Linked DNA regions of Mus musculus: regions 2, 3 and 4 are each linked to region 1. The links are chromatin contacts, called in public HiCAR-type and promoter capture Hi-C maps. All regions are on one chromosome and are shown on one strand. Each heading gives the region's core, a stretch centred on a gene start, on an enhancer-like site or on the middle of the called end of the contact. The rest is flanking DNA. Distances are from core to core; before and after follow the strand shown.

Region 1 (3,427 bases), core at 687-3,186:
CTTTTTTTCTTTTTTTCCCCGCATTTGCTCTGTCTTTGGCATCGTGATGAATAACCTTGCTTTTGAACTTGACCGCATCTGGAATCAACTGCTGGGCAGTCCTGTGAGCGCTTTGCTTGAGCAGATTAAAGGCAGCGGGAAGACCCACCTTAACTCTGGGCAGCAAGCACCTCCTGGTGGTAATTCATATGGAAGGATGTGGAAGAAGGAAACTTGGCTTGTCGCTTGCTTGCTTTTGCCTTCCCTGGCTAGGTCACCTACCCTGCCACCGCAGTATTTCTACACCTAAACCAATTTAGGGATTCAAATGTAGGCTGAAGACCAATCTCTCTAGGAATCAACCAGACTTTCAGCACAAGATTAAGTTTGCTAAGACATCCAGTCTTGTGGTTTGCTTAAATACCAGACTCTATGCTTCTCCAGTGTGAGACAGCCACTGTTGGACTACTTACACACACAGCATCCTGAAGCCAATCTAATAAGTCCTCTCTTAATATATATGTCCTATCAATTCTGTTCCTTTAGAGAACTTTAATACATGTATAATATGTTCATATACAAGCATGTATAGAAACATATATATGTGTTCATAGATATATATAGATGTAGATATACTTACATGTAGGTATGTATGCATATGACCTCTTCGGAGTAAGTTGTATACATAGTGTTCATCTATTTATGTTACTGTGTGTTAGTGTGCATGCATGCATGCACCAGAGACTTCTCTTATAAGGTCAGGGCAGTCAGTGACTGAAAGCTGGAAATAAAGATATAGTGCTCTTATCTAATCTGTAGACCTTGCTCAGATTTTAGCCTCCCTTTAAAGCTCTGCTTCTAACAGCCTCAAGGGCACCTTCGGCCTCTCATGAGGCTTGCTTCCTCTTTCTTTCTTTCTTTCTTTCTTTCTTTCTTTCTTTCTTTCTTTCTTTCTGTCATTTAACGTAATGGTGCAAATAACCATCGTCGTCATTGTTAAACATCTGCAATGAGCAGGACTTGGAATTTGATAGTTTATCACTTTTACCAACATGTCTACAAAAAAGGTATTTTTTGAGTCCAACAGATTGGGGGGGGGGGGTAACTTTTGCGGTGCGGAAGTACTGGGACCGAATTCAGGCTGGATAACAGCTGGGGAAACGCAGGGGAAAACAATGTCATTTGAAATTGATTAACAAGCTTGGCTTGGGGAGTTCGCATATCTCTAGATGAGACTTCCTGGGACCAAGGGAGGCTGGGTAAAGTCAGAGAAAAGCAGGAAGAGGTGCCAAGAGTGGCTGTAAGGGAGTTTGATAAGCATTTTGCTGTTCACATTGGAAGCCCAAGGTCTGCTTCTTGCTATCAATTTTCTTAATCCACATCTCTTTCTGCAAGGTCACTATCCTGGTAATTTTGTACAACTTTGGATAAAGAGGCTTTCTTCAGAAATGGTTCTCCGTCTGCCGCCTGTGGAGCCATGGTGTCAGTGCAGGTGAATATAGCTGACACCTCTGGCCGCCTGGCTTGTCGAACAAGTGTGTCCAAGCTGAGTGGCCATAGCCAGTGACGTTTCTGATTTTTATTATTGCAAGAGAAAGGATGAAGGGCCTTTCTTTTAGTCGTCTGTACTTGGGACACCCAGGGAAGAGGTTGGGTAGCCTGGTGCTGTTACACATAGAATGCAACAAAAGTATAGAGTGGGGACAGCTACGGGTTGTTTTTCTAGCAGAATGGGGAAAAAAGAGCGATGGTACGGCACAGCACTCCCCACCGGCAGCCAGGGTCCGCGCGACAGCCCGGAAGGGAACCTGCGCCAAGGCACTGCCACGCAGGCGGAGACCGAGCCTCCTGGCGCCGACCCGGGCGGACGCGGGCGCGCCCCGCCGCTTAGCTACCCGTCCGCGCACGCGCGTACCCTGCCTTCGGGCCTCCGAGGAGCGGCTGGAGCAACTCGCCACCGGAACCGGAAGTGGGCCTTACTCTAGGAGGAAGAAGCCGGCCGGGCCCCGTCAGGAGGCGGCCGCCGCTGTTCTGAGGGACTGTGGCCGCGCTCCTGGGAGCGGGTCTGGGGCTCAGCCGGCGGCCCGAAGGTGCGGCGCCATGAAGCTGTACAGCCTTAGTGTCCTTTACAAAGGCGATCCGAAAGCGGTGCTGCTCAAGGCCGCGTACGACGTGTCTTCCTTTAGTTTCTTCCAGAGGTCCAGGTAAGTGGGCCGGGCCCGGGTGGCTGGACCCGGAGTCCAGGGAGTCGAGTCTCTCGAAGGGCGAGCACGGCTTTGGCCTCCCTCGGGCGGCAGGCTGTACCTGAGGAGTCGTTAGCAACCCTGGGAAAGGGCTCTGCCCTACGCGGTATTGCCCAGTTGTAGAAAGATTGGAAGGCCATTGATTACAGACGCGCTGCCAACTGTTCTGATCTGGGATCTCCGGACTCAGAAATAAGTATGTTGACTACGCCTCGCACCCTGTGATTTAACCAGTGTTTGGTGTCTTAACCTTTGTATTTCGTCGTTGCCAGTGGTTCTCACCTTCCTTGCGCTGCGACCCTTTAGTACCGTTTCTCATGTTGAGGGAACCCTCCCACCCCCAACCATAAAATTATTTTCGTGGCTACTTCATAACTGTAATTTTGCTACTGTTATGCATATGTATTTTTGGAGATTGAGGTTTGCCAAAGGGGTTGCAGCCCACAGTTTGTGAAAGTCGCTGGTCAAAGCTCTTTCCAGAAGTTCTGTATGGAGGTGTTTCTTTTATGAGTAAAATCGTTGATTCCTCAAGGATTGGGAGTCAGGGGTCAAACTCATTCTTTTTAGTGTTTGGGCCTTGATTATCAGGAAGGGTCCACACTGGTAGCTAGGCAGGAACCACTGGATTTGTATTGCTTGTAGGCATGTAAAGGATTGTGGGGTGCTTTAATTGTAAGCTGCACAGATACCCAGTCTTGTGGGAGTGACTCAGACACAAAAGGAAAAGGGCCCAACAGGGTAGGACCTGTGGTCATCTTGACTCAACGTCTGGGGAAATCTGCTTGTTCAGGTTGTGTCTCAGCTTTTGATGGTTCTAATGACTTCATATAAGTGGGATATATAGTAGTTGGCTTTTTGTGTCCCACTGATTTTACTAAGCAGAATGACCCCAAGGTTGACCTATGTTTCTGCAGATACCAAATTTTTCTCCCCTTTAAAATATATACAGTATTGAGTTTTATGTAAACACTATGTTTTGTTTATGTATCCATCCGCTGATGGACATGAGTTGCTGTGGATTATAGTTATGTGAATAGTGTTTGCCAAGGGGTTGGAAGGTAGCTTGAGTGGAGAAATAGTTCATTCAGGAGACTGCTTGCTGCATGAGGGGCCTGGGTTTGATCCCAAATACATCAAAAGGAAAAACAAACAAACCAACCAACCAACCTCTGGGTGTCCTGACACATGCTTGTACTTTCAAAGCT
Region 2 (3,354 bases), core at 548-3,047, 2.1 Mb before region 1:
AAACCGCCATCTGGGTAGGGTCTCCTATTGCTTGCTTGGTGTGCTAACCCTGTGTTCTGGGTCACAGCTGAGACACTACGTGAGTAGGGCAACTCAGACTCATTTTGGCTTCTCCTCCACCTGAAAGGGAACAAGGCCCCTGACTCTCAACTTGGTGCAAGGGTCACATTTAACCAGTGGAGCACGAATATTCTCAGCCATACCACACTTAGCAAGCCTCTGCACCAGGCGCCTTGTCTCCAAAGGGCTCAGCAGAACCTGAAGTACTATTAGCGGAGGAAACCCAAGCTTTGGCCAACAACATGGTGGGAAAATCTGTCTAACAGTGAAGAAGGCCTTCTTGAAGAGTTGACTCTGAACCAGCCTCACAGTCCTCACACGGAAACTTTTAGAAAAGCCATCCCTCGGGTGCTTTCCTCAGGCCTATCTCAGGAGGGATTCAGCGGGAGACCTAGACACTGCTGCAGCAACCCCACTTAGTTTGAGAAGCTCTCATCTAGAGCGGCCTGAGATCTCAAAGCTTGCAATCCCAGGAAACAGCTAGTGAGAAAGGGAAGGAAGTCCAGCTTTAGCAGGAGGTCGTGCCAGCTCTGTCTCTACTGCAGCTCCGAAACCCAAGCTACTTCTGGAATAAGCAAGGGAACAGGAAAGCATTATCTGCTGCAAAATGTCAACTTGGGGTCCCAGGGGGTACACACTATGTCTGCTCTATCTGTGGGTCAGCGAGTCCCAGCCCAAGGCCTGGCCACCAGCAGGTGTCAGCAAAGGTAGGAAACAAATGAAGTAACCACGGGAGGTGGGACCCACAGTCCTTCCCAAGAGAGGGGTTCACTAGCTGCCTCCCTCCATGAACACAGTGAACCAGACGCAGCCCCTGGTTCCATGACCACCAAAAACAGGAGGGGAACAAAAGACCTACTCCACCCATCTCCCCACTCATCCTTTTAAACTCAAGCTTGCCAGAGGCCATGTCCACAGGTCACGTCTTCCCTTGGCAGTTGACAGGCATTACTTCTACAGAAGTTCATGCAAACATCTCAGAAGGGTTATGGTGACACCCACCCCACAGTCGAGGCCGGCCACCACCACCCTCCAACCACAGATGTCCTACCTCGGTACTTCCGTACCTGTAGTAGGACAGCAGGCCATTGCCGAGCACGAACCAACGGCGCTGGTAGCCCTTCAGGTAGTTAGTCCACTTGAGGAGCCAACCCTTGTAGCTGTCCAGAGGTGGTGAGACCATTTGGACACCAATCCCTGACACCGGAGTCCCGACAGAAATCTTCGCCTGTCCTTGTCGCAGAAAAGACTGGGTCTTTGGCACCAGCTTGGACTCGGGTTTGGTGACGGGCAAACTCCCTACTGTTGACTGCAGCGGGGACGGCATTGCCAGCTCTGGCGAAGCTTTGATGATGGACACAGACCTTGTGCCGTTCTCTGACCCCGGCCACAAGCCCTGTAGTTCCGATTCCTGCCCAACCCCTGAAGGCCTTGGCACAGACGTCGTCTGGGACCCAGGTTCGGATCTCGACGCCGGCTCAGAAATTGGCTGGCACACCTGTTTCGACAGCAACTCCCGCTCTGGTGCCTGCACAGGCTGGAGCTGAGGCTTTGACGCTGGTCCTGAGCCGAACGCGGATGAGTTCATGCCCGGCGCCGCCGTGTGGCAGGACAAGCAGGGCACAACCGTGAACAGCGACGAGAGCCCGCGGGAGCGGCCAGCGCAGCCGCCGCCTCGGCTCAGAGCGGCCGCTTTCCCCATAGAGCTGTGGACCCGAGCTCGGCGGAGCGCGGAGTGGGGGCGGGGCGGGGCGGGAGTGGGTGGGGCCTGTTCGGAGGGAGTGGCGGGGCGGAGCCGGGCGGGGTTGGTGGAGGAGTGGACGGGATGGGTGGAGCCCTCACGTGAGCGACAGAGATCGGGTGCGCGTGGGTCCCTCCGCCGCTCTGGCTAAGGTGGAAGGAACCCCGTGGGCCAAGAGTTAGGCAGACGACGTGGAAGGCACTTCACGCTTCAGGCTGCTGTCCCTCCTGTGCCAGGCGCTGGGAGAACAATGGTGAATGAAAGCCACGCGGTGCGCTCGCCACGCAACTCTGAGCAATGGGTGGGTCGTGGACAGCAAATCTCAAACCCTGGGAGTCCGACCTGAGGAAATCCAGCCTAGGCCCTCTCCCTAGTTGTGGGAACTGTAGCCACTCCACAAACTTCTGTTGGCTCATCTATACAATGAAGATAATACCTCCTTCAAAGGCTGTAATAAGATGGTGCATATGAGGCACATTTGGCAGAGTAGATGCTCCGAGAGCATCATTGAGTTATTAACTAGAGAGTTCTGTGGTACATTTTGTCAGCGACCAGAGCAGGAGATGAGAGCAAGGTTGACAAGCTTGGGAAGCAGCCACTGTGCATGCACGTGTCAGATGTGTGTGCAGCCCTCAGGGAAGGAAGCTAACTAATAAATTCTTAACGAGATGTTTCGACTCCTGAAACAAATTGCCAAGCTACCTAAGATGACAGGCCTGTCATTAGTTCTACCAAATTTGGGCAAGAGTCACAGAAGAGACAAGGTCTACAGAGTTAGAGAAACAAGAAAGACCTTCAAGGAGAAACCGCTGTGTACAAAGACCCAAACCAGGGAGAACAGCTTGTCTGGCAAATAGCTAATAGCTCAGTGTTTTGTCAAGAGGAGGGCAGGACACAGAACAGCTGCCCCACACCCCACCACAAGGAATGCCCTTTATCCTAGAGAAACCAAAGCTTCTAGAAACAAGGGAAATTTATTTTCATTTTTAAAGTGGGGGGGGGGGGGAAGGAGGTGAGATGGCTCAGTGGGTAAGAGCACTGACTGCTCTTCCAAAGGTCCTGAGTTCAATTCCCAGCAACCATATGGTGGCTCACAACCATCTGTAGTGAGATCTGATGCCCTCCTCTGGTGTGTCTGAAGACAGCTAGAGTGTACTTACATATAACAATAAATAAATCTTTGTGCCTGAGTGAACAGAGGTCCTGAATTCAATTCCCAGAACAGAAACCACATGAAGGCTCACAATCATCTGTATAGCTACAGTATACTCATAAACATAAGATAAAATAAATAAATCTTTTAAAATAAAGTGTGTTGAAACAGAGTCTTTATATGTAGTCCAGGCTGGTCTCCATCTGGAAATGTTTGTTTCTTAGAACCAGAGTTCTGGGATTACAGACGTGAGCCATTATACCTGGCCCAGAGCTTTCACTCTTAATATTCTGGACAAAAAAAAAGAAAAACTTTAAAATCTCTGATCTTTCCCAAAGAAATGTCAACTCCAAGTCTGGAGCAGGAAATGCACAAGATAGACAGAGCCACCCGGAGCAGG
Region 3 (3,162 bases), core at 623-3,122, 2.0 Mb before region 1:
CAGACCTATTCATTTCATTGCACACAGAGCCTTGGCTGATGACGCAAGTGTGGTGTCCTCACACCACGCCAAGGAGGAAGGAAGGAGGAACAGTCTCGGCTCACTTCACAAAAGTCACAGCATTGGGGAAGGGACCCAATGGGAACTTTGGGACCCAAGCCCCCAAAGTTCTCATGATGGTGAAGGGAGGAACTCTCCTGTGGTCAGGCATTGGGGCTAACAGCTCAAGGCTGAGGTGGGAATCCCTGAGGACTGTCCAGACAGCAACCAGGGACCCAAGGATAAGGAGCTTTAACAGGACATGGCCAGAGAGTCTAGGCACCTATGGAAGGTGCTAGCCTCAGGTCCCAAGAACTGGATCCAGTACAGTTCTGTTATCTTGAGCTGGGGCATCATCTCTCTGATCCGTGCTTAAGGTTTGCCCGAGTTCACCTGAGACCAGATAATCAGGGTACCCGGGAGGAAGGGGAGAGATGAGACACCCCTGCTTTCTGCCTGATCCCCGGGTATGACTGTGCCTGAACCTATAACCTAAAGGTCACAATCACGTTTTGAGAGGTCCCTAGAATCTATAAGAGGTCTCTGGAGGACTATAGCCCTGGGATGACTATCTGGAGCAGTCAGGGAGAACCTTCAAGTACCTGGAATGTTTGCCGCCGCCCCCCCCCCCCATCCATTCCCTCTGGGACTTCTTCCCAAAGCCTTCTAGTCCTTCTAGTCTTTGGACATCCTTTCCCATCCTTCTCTTTGATTCGACGGACCCCCGTGGCTTTCTATTGTTGCCTCAGGGTGACTTGTTTTGCATCACTCACGGTAACCCAATTTGGCACCCCTTTTGCCCCTTTCATAGAGCATAAACCCTAGGAGAGCTGGGACAAGTCTTGTGTACTCCTGACCCTTTCTCCAAACTAAACACCGGGCCTATTAACCTATCTCAGAGAGGCCCCATGTGCACCGAGTAAATGAACAAACTGCTGGATGAACTGGGGAGACCCTGTCGGGGACAGGGGGCACGTGTCCATTCAGCATGCCCAAGCACTAAGGTCCTGTTAAAAACTGCTGTGGGAGACCTGAGGGGCAGGTAAGTTTCTCCATCCCCCACTTCCAGTTTCCAATTTCCCCAATGGACAAGGACAGCCCCCCCCCACACACACACATATATCCCCGCTCCCCTGCCCTTCTCCCCCCACCCCAGGGTCCAGACACGGGTTGGTTACTTACCACAGAATTCAGCAAGAGCCCCAAAGACTCCAGAAAGGAGCAGCAGCGCCTTCAGGAGCTCCATGGCAGGCACAGGTGGGAGGTGGGAGACTCCTGGGTCTCACCTTGAGGGCTTGTCTGACTGCAACTGTTGTCTTGCTTAGGAAGAGGCAGCTTCACTGATTAATTGTCCTTCCAACAGCCGGAAGCACGCTGCTAAATCAGCAGAGAGAAAGGGGGAAAGGTCTGTTATGGGGCAGGAGGCCAAAGAACAGAGGAAGGAAGGAAGGGCAGAGCTGCTTGTCCTCCAGATGAGAACAAAAAGGGACTCCGTGGGGCAACTCAAAGCTAACCTTATCTGTCCCGAACGCTTTAAAGACCCCGGAAGCAGCACAGAAAGCCTGGTGCCTAATCTGTCCCAAGTCTATCTGACAGTGCTCGCCGGGGTCCGCCCTGCCCCGGCTTGCACACCCGCCCCGCGCCCTCCCCCCCCCCCGCCCCCCGCACATCCCAGCCCCCTGCCCACACACACACACCCCACCCCTGCCTGCACACCCGCACCGTTGCTGCTCTGGCTGCAGACATTCAGGACTAGAGTACCTACCGGGTGCACTTCACAGGAGTCCCTGGAAAGTACTTACTTTGACTCTCGGGGTCAGAGCTGGGAAACTGTGGTGATCACGTGACGGAGCTCTCTGGCGTCAGCTGTTCTGCCAAGGAGGCGGGGCAGCTGCTGGACCCGGCCCAGACAAACAAGTCTCAATCAACCAGACACAGCCTGGGTTTCCTTGAGGCGACAGCGAAAGTTGAAGAACAAGTGAATCTAGCAAGTTGCAAAACCTTTGGGAGCAGGGCTGCAGGGCTACTTGCCCTGAACTAGGAACGTCGCTTAAAGACATCTTGGCAGAAAAAAAACATTGCTTATCTGCCCAGCCCCACTGGAGACTCGAAGGATGAATCTAGCAGCGATGGGTGACCTCTCTGAGTTTCAAGTTATTCTCTCTCTCTCTCTCTCTCTCTCTCTCGAGAGAGAGAGAGAGAGAGAGAGAGAGAGAGAGAGAGAGGGTTAAACAATATTATCCTAGCAGCAATTTCCCAGTTCCACTTGTGAAGATGTTGAGACCGTAACATGCCTCTAGTCATCTTCAAATGAGATGTTTGTTACAACTATTTTTATAGCAAACTGTCAAAGGTCACACTTTCAAGAGAATCTATTTTTGTGCCAGGGTAATTATCACAAGCTAAGACCCAACACAGATATATATGGACCTGGATAGCAGTTATTAATTAGCAGTAATTAACGTAATGCATGTGTTGTTGCTGGCCTAGGTCATGTTGTCAGAGAAACTGAAAAAGACAAAGGACTCTATCATAATGCGGGGGTCACATGTGGGGTGCACACCTCTAGCCCCAGCCACTCAGGAGACTGAAGTAGGACTGACTGGCAGCCAGCTTGAGTAACCATGAGACCCTATCTCTTTAAAAGGAGGAAGAGAAGCTGGAAGAAGAGGCGGTGGGGAGCCAAGTATGGCTCTTGGTGCACACCTATATCTAGAATGTGGGAGACTGAGGCAGGAGAATCATTCCAAGTTCCAAGCCAGGCTGGGCTACTGAGACCTCATCTCAAAACTCAGGGAGACATAAGATGGGGAGAAGGAAGAAAGAAGTGAAGGAAGGAGAGAGGCAGGGAAGGGAGAAGCAGTAATTAGCTCGGAGTAAGGCGGGAAGTCCGCATGCACGTGCATTTTGCAGGGAGAAGAGGCTCCAGTGTTGTGGGTGCTCACCAGAGAAGACTGCTCGAATGTGAGTTTGAGCCAATAGAAGTCCTTATTCGCCGGCACTGACTACACTGGGTGTCTGGGATCCCTGCGTAGTCCCTAGACTTTCTCAGGGTGAGCCTTGAAGCACAAAAACCATGTCCTGGGTTGACACATTTCAATTAACAAAAACAGTTAGCCAGAA
Region 4 (3,294 bases), core at 676-3,175, 2.1 Mb before region 1:
GAAGGCTGCTTACTGGCTTGCTCTTCATGACTTACTCAACTGGCCTTCTTATACAACCCAACCACCCGCGCAGGTGTGACACTGTCCACAGTGCCCTACATCCTCCCACACCAGTCATTAGGAAACTGCTCCCCAGACACGCCCACAGGCCATCAGCTGTAGACAATTCCCCAAAAGATGTTCCTTCATCCCAGGTAAAACTAGTAGTTTTAAATTGACAAAAACTAGCCAGCACAGTGATTGGTTTGCTGCTCCGACTTCTGTTTGGTTTGTTGTTGTTGATGTTGCTTAGTTTATTTTACTTTTGAAATGATTGGCAAACCACTCTAAAGGAAACCAGGGAAATGACATACGTGCTGGTGAAGTATTTCTGAATACAGATTCCCAAACAAACAATAGCAAAAAGGGAAGAACCACACATGAATTGACTGAAACAGAAATGGCTGTCTGATACACACAGGAACAGAAGGAATACAAATAACAACTTATACTAAACTCAGTCTCTATTGGTTAGCACATCAGAATAAGATCATCATAAAATACATTCATAGTCAGACAAAACAAAAACAAAACAAAAACAAAAAAACAGAAAACACCACCACCACCAAACCCAACAAACAAAAAGATGTATATTTTGTGACAAGGTCTCGTGTATCCAGGCTGGCCTAGAACTCCCTCTTGAACTGAGAGTGACCTTGAATTTCCAATCCTCCTGCCTCCAGCACCTGAGTGCTTGATTACAATCGTGTGCAACCACGTTCAGTTAAGAAGAAAACAAAGCACCTTTAGGGGGATTCTAATAACGTTCTCCAGTTCATTTTCCTATGAGTTAGGAACAACTGTGGTCAGGCTGTGCTTGCTAATACAAAGGAACGAACATTGAAAGCTACCCAGTTCCACTTTTCTGGTTTTTATGCAGGATGACTCAACATACCCAGGTGCGGATGGGAAGACAGAGTCAACGGTCAGGAATTTACACACAAGTCTAAGTCCTATTTTCAACCAAAAAGAGACTAAATATTTAAAGACCCTCTTTACTTAGTGATGCACCAAATTTATCAAGTAATAAATACTGGTCATTTTTGAAACAAATTGTGTTTCCATAATAAATCCTCTGTAGGACTTGTTACATCCTTGGCTGATGCCGGTTGAAGAAGGGGGACAGGATTGGAGTCAAACATTGGGGAACTGAAGGCTTTTCAAGGACGCTGGAGAATGGGAAGGCCTGGAGTTGCCAAGTCGATTGGAGCCTGAGACCAATTGCAGACGTCAAGCCTACACTACGCCAGGGTCAGGATTCATTCGGAAGGCTAGAAACGGGACAGTGCCTTCGGCCCAGAAAACGGGCTTCTGAAGGTCCTACGGGTTGGCCTGAGTCTGAAAAATCCTGCGATCGGAGACATTGCTGCGATCAGAGGAACATCTAAGGGCGGAGGTTGGGGGGGGGACACGGCTGGAACAAAGTGAGTCGGATTCCCTTACGGGGTCCCGGGTCTGACAACTGCTTTGTATACCCGAGCCACACCTGAATAACAACTTGGGGAGTGGGGACCGCGGCCGCAGGAAGTAGATCTGTGGTTGGACGTGGAGGCCAAGATCCGGCTGGCTGTCCAGTCTCTCGCGCCGGAAGTTCGAACCAGAAGCGGTAGTCTCTTCGGTACCTTTCCTGTAATCCGAGCCCAAGTCCCATTTGACTGAAGGCCTTCTGGGCTGTGTAGCGGTCTCTGACTGGCTAGAGAGCGACTCAGGAAAGCTAGCAAGACCTAAAACCATGGTGGAAAGACACGCGGTCGCAGAGCAACTATCTACACTGGAGTGCGTTGCCTGGGAGACAACCGGCAAGCAGACCGCGTGACAGTCTTTAGGCGTTCTTTGTGAGGCTCTGTTGGGCGTGTTGCCTAGGAGACGAAGGGTGAGTGGGCGGGGCGTGCAGGCGGTGGGTGTAGCAATGGTCCTTCTGGCTACTTGGCGCATTTCTGTGAAGACAGGCAGCCCACCCAGCTTTTCCCAAACGCCTGGGAACTGCGTAGTCCTTCGAGGTACAGAATCAGTCGCGGGGTCCCCCTAAGCCCCGAACTGCCCATTGTTCCGCGAGGAGAAGCCGTTGCTACCAAGGTCCGGAATCATGAAGGGCCCTCTCTTTCTTGGAGAGGGTCGTCCGCGGCTCTGCCCTGAAAGATTTCGGGGGCACTGAGGGAAGGAGGTAAGATTGTTTGAGTCTTGTCACCACGTAGAGAGGCCAAGCTTCCTAGGCTTGTTGTGGCACCTTCCACTCATCTACTTGTGGACTCTGTTCCACGTTTATAACCCAGAATTTAACCAGCGCCCCACCTATATTTGCCAACTTTCTCCAGAAAGTGTAATCCACCAGAAATATCAGCCTTCAGAACTTGCTGTCTAATGATGAACAAAACTGGTTTTCCTCGAGTCTCAGGTTTCACGGCTACAAATTAACTAGATGCCAAAAGCCTGGTTGGTTGTAAAATGTAAAAAATGGAGATGACGTTTCTGTTTCCTCTCCTCCCCTCTCCCCCCCCCTCCCCCTCCCCCTCTTGAAACTCTTGAAAGAGTTCCAGTAGTCTGGTCAGGAACACCACATCTTGCTTCAGCTTCCAGGTCTGCTCTACCATGTCCTACTGTCTGTGATCGCTTCTTACTATCTTTGCAACTCTATAACAAATGCCTTTATTTGTCATTCCCACAAGCTTTGCATTTTAACTTTACCTCTGAAGGGACTGAAGAGAGCAGAAACAAAACCAAATGTCACTTGGAAGTCACATTCCTTGGAAGGCAGGAACAGGGAGACAGAACAGTGGAAAAATAACTGATTGGCCTGAGGTTACCTGAATGACTTTTCATTCTGAGAGGATAAGTTAGGCCATGACCTTATGCTAGCTGAAACTGGCCTGCCTGGGAAATCCTGATTTCTCAAAGGTTAATTTTAAGAAAACAGCTTTGTTTCTGTGACAAGGAAAAAATTAAATCAAAACAAACAAACAAAAAACCCTGTAGTTTGTTTCCTCAGCTCTTTGTTGGGGGGCAGGACCCATAAAGCAAGGGCCCCACCTTTCTCTTCTACCTCCTGAATGCTGCAGTTCCAGGTGACCATCACCAAGGCTCTTTTCTACTTGCTCTCAGTTGACTTTGAGGTCATTAATGTTGGAAGTCACACAGCTGAGCAGAGAACATGAGTTTCCACTAGCTGTGCTGTATGTAGATGACACCAGTCATGTGTGCTGAAAACAGCTAGACTTGCTGGCTGGTTATGAGAAGATGGAAAGACTTGGCATATCA

Evidence for each region. Promoter capture Hi-C pulls out the DNA fragments that hold promoters and counts their contacts. HiCAR-type assays count read pairs that join an accessible place to other places.
Region 2: a contact with region 1 is called in a promoter capture Hi-C map of liver, with 5 times the contacts expected there. The contact joins the promoter of Osbp2 here to the promoter of Ykt6 in region 1. A contact is called at or near these places in 3 of 39 promoter capture datasets (hematopoietic stem and progenitor cells and liver) and 1 of 9 other capture datasets (adipose tissue).
Region 3: a contact with region 1 is called in a HiCAR-type map of kidney, with 9 times the contacts expected there. The contact joins the promoter of Tcn2 here to the promoter of Ykt6 in region 1. A contact is called at or near these places in 3 of 39 promoter capture datasets (liver and neutrophils), 1 of 115 datasets of contacts at active chromatin or transcription factors (kidney) and 2 of 9 other capture datasets (adipose tissue and liver).
Region 4: a contact with region 1 is called in a promoter capture Hi-C map of liver, with 5 times the contacts expected there. The contact joins the promoter of Dusp18 here to the promoter of Ykt6 in region 1. A contact is called at or near these places in 3 of 39 promoter capture datasets (embryonic stem cells and liver).

Annotation. Positions count from the first base shown.
Region 1 is chr11:5,953,822-5,957,248 of GRCm38.p6, forward strand. Ykt6 (YKT6 v-SNARE homolog (S. cerevisiae)) reads left to right here and starts at 1,937. Exons shown (of 7, transcript NM_019661.4): 1 at 1,937-2,183. The coding sequence starts at 2,080.
Region 2 is chr11:3,862,106-3,865,459 of GRCm38.p6, forward strand. It overlaps Osbp2 (oxysterol binding protein 2), which reads right to left and starts at 1,798. Exons shown (of 14, transcript NM_152818.3): 1 at 1,128-1,798. The coding sequence starts at 1,762.
Region 3 is chr11:3,930,172-3,933,333 of GRCm38.p6, forward strand. It overlaps Tcn2 (transcobalamin 2), which reads right to left and starts at 1,873. Exons shown (of 10, transcript NM_015749.3): 1 at 1,805-1,873; 2 at 1,222-1,416. The coding sequence starts at 1,285.
Region 4 is chr11:3,893,315-3,896,608 of GRCm38.p6, forward strand. Dusp18 (dual specificity phosphatase 18) reads left to right here and starts at 1,926. Exons shown (of 2, transcript NM_173745.5): 1 at 1,926-2,203. It overlaps 4921536K21Rik (RIKEN cDNA 4921536K21 gene), which reads right to left and starts at 1,812. Exons shown (of 3, transcript NM_026150.3): 1 at 1,526-1,812. The coding sequence starts at 1,773.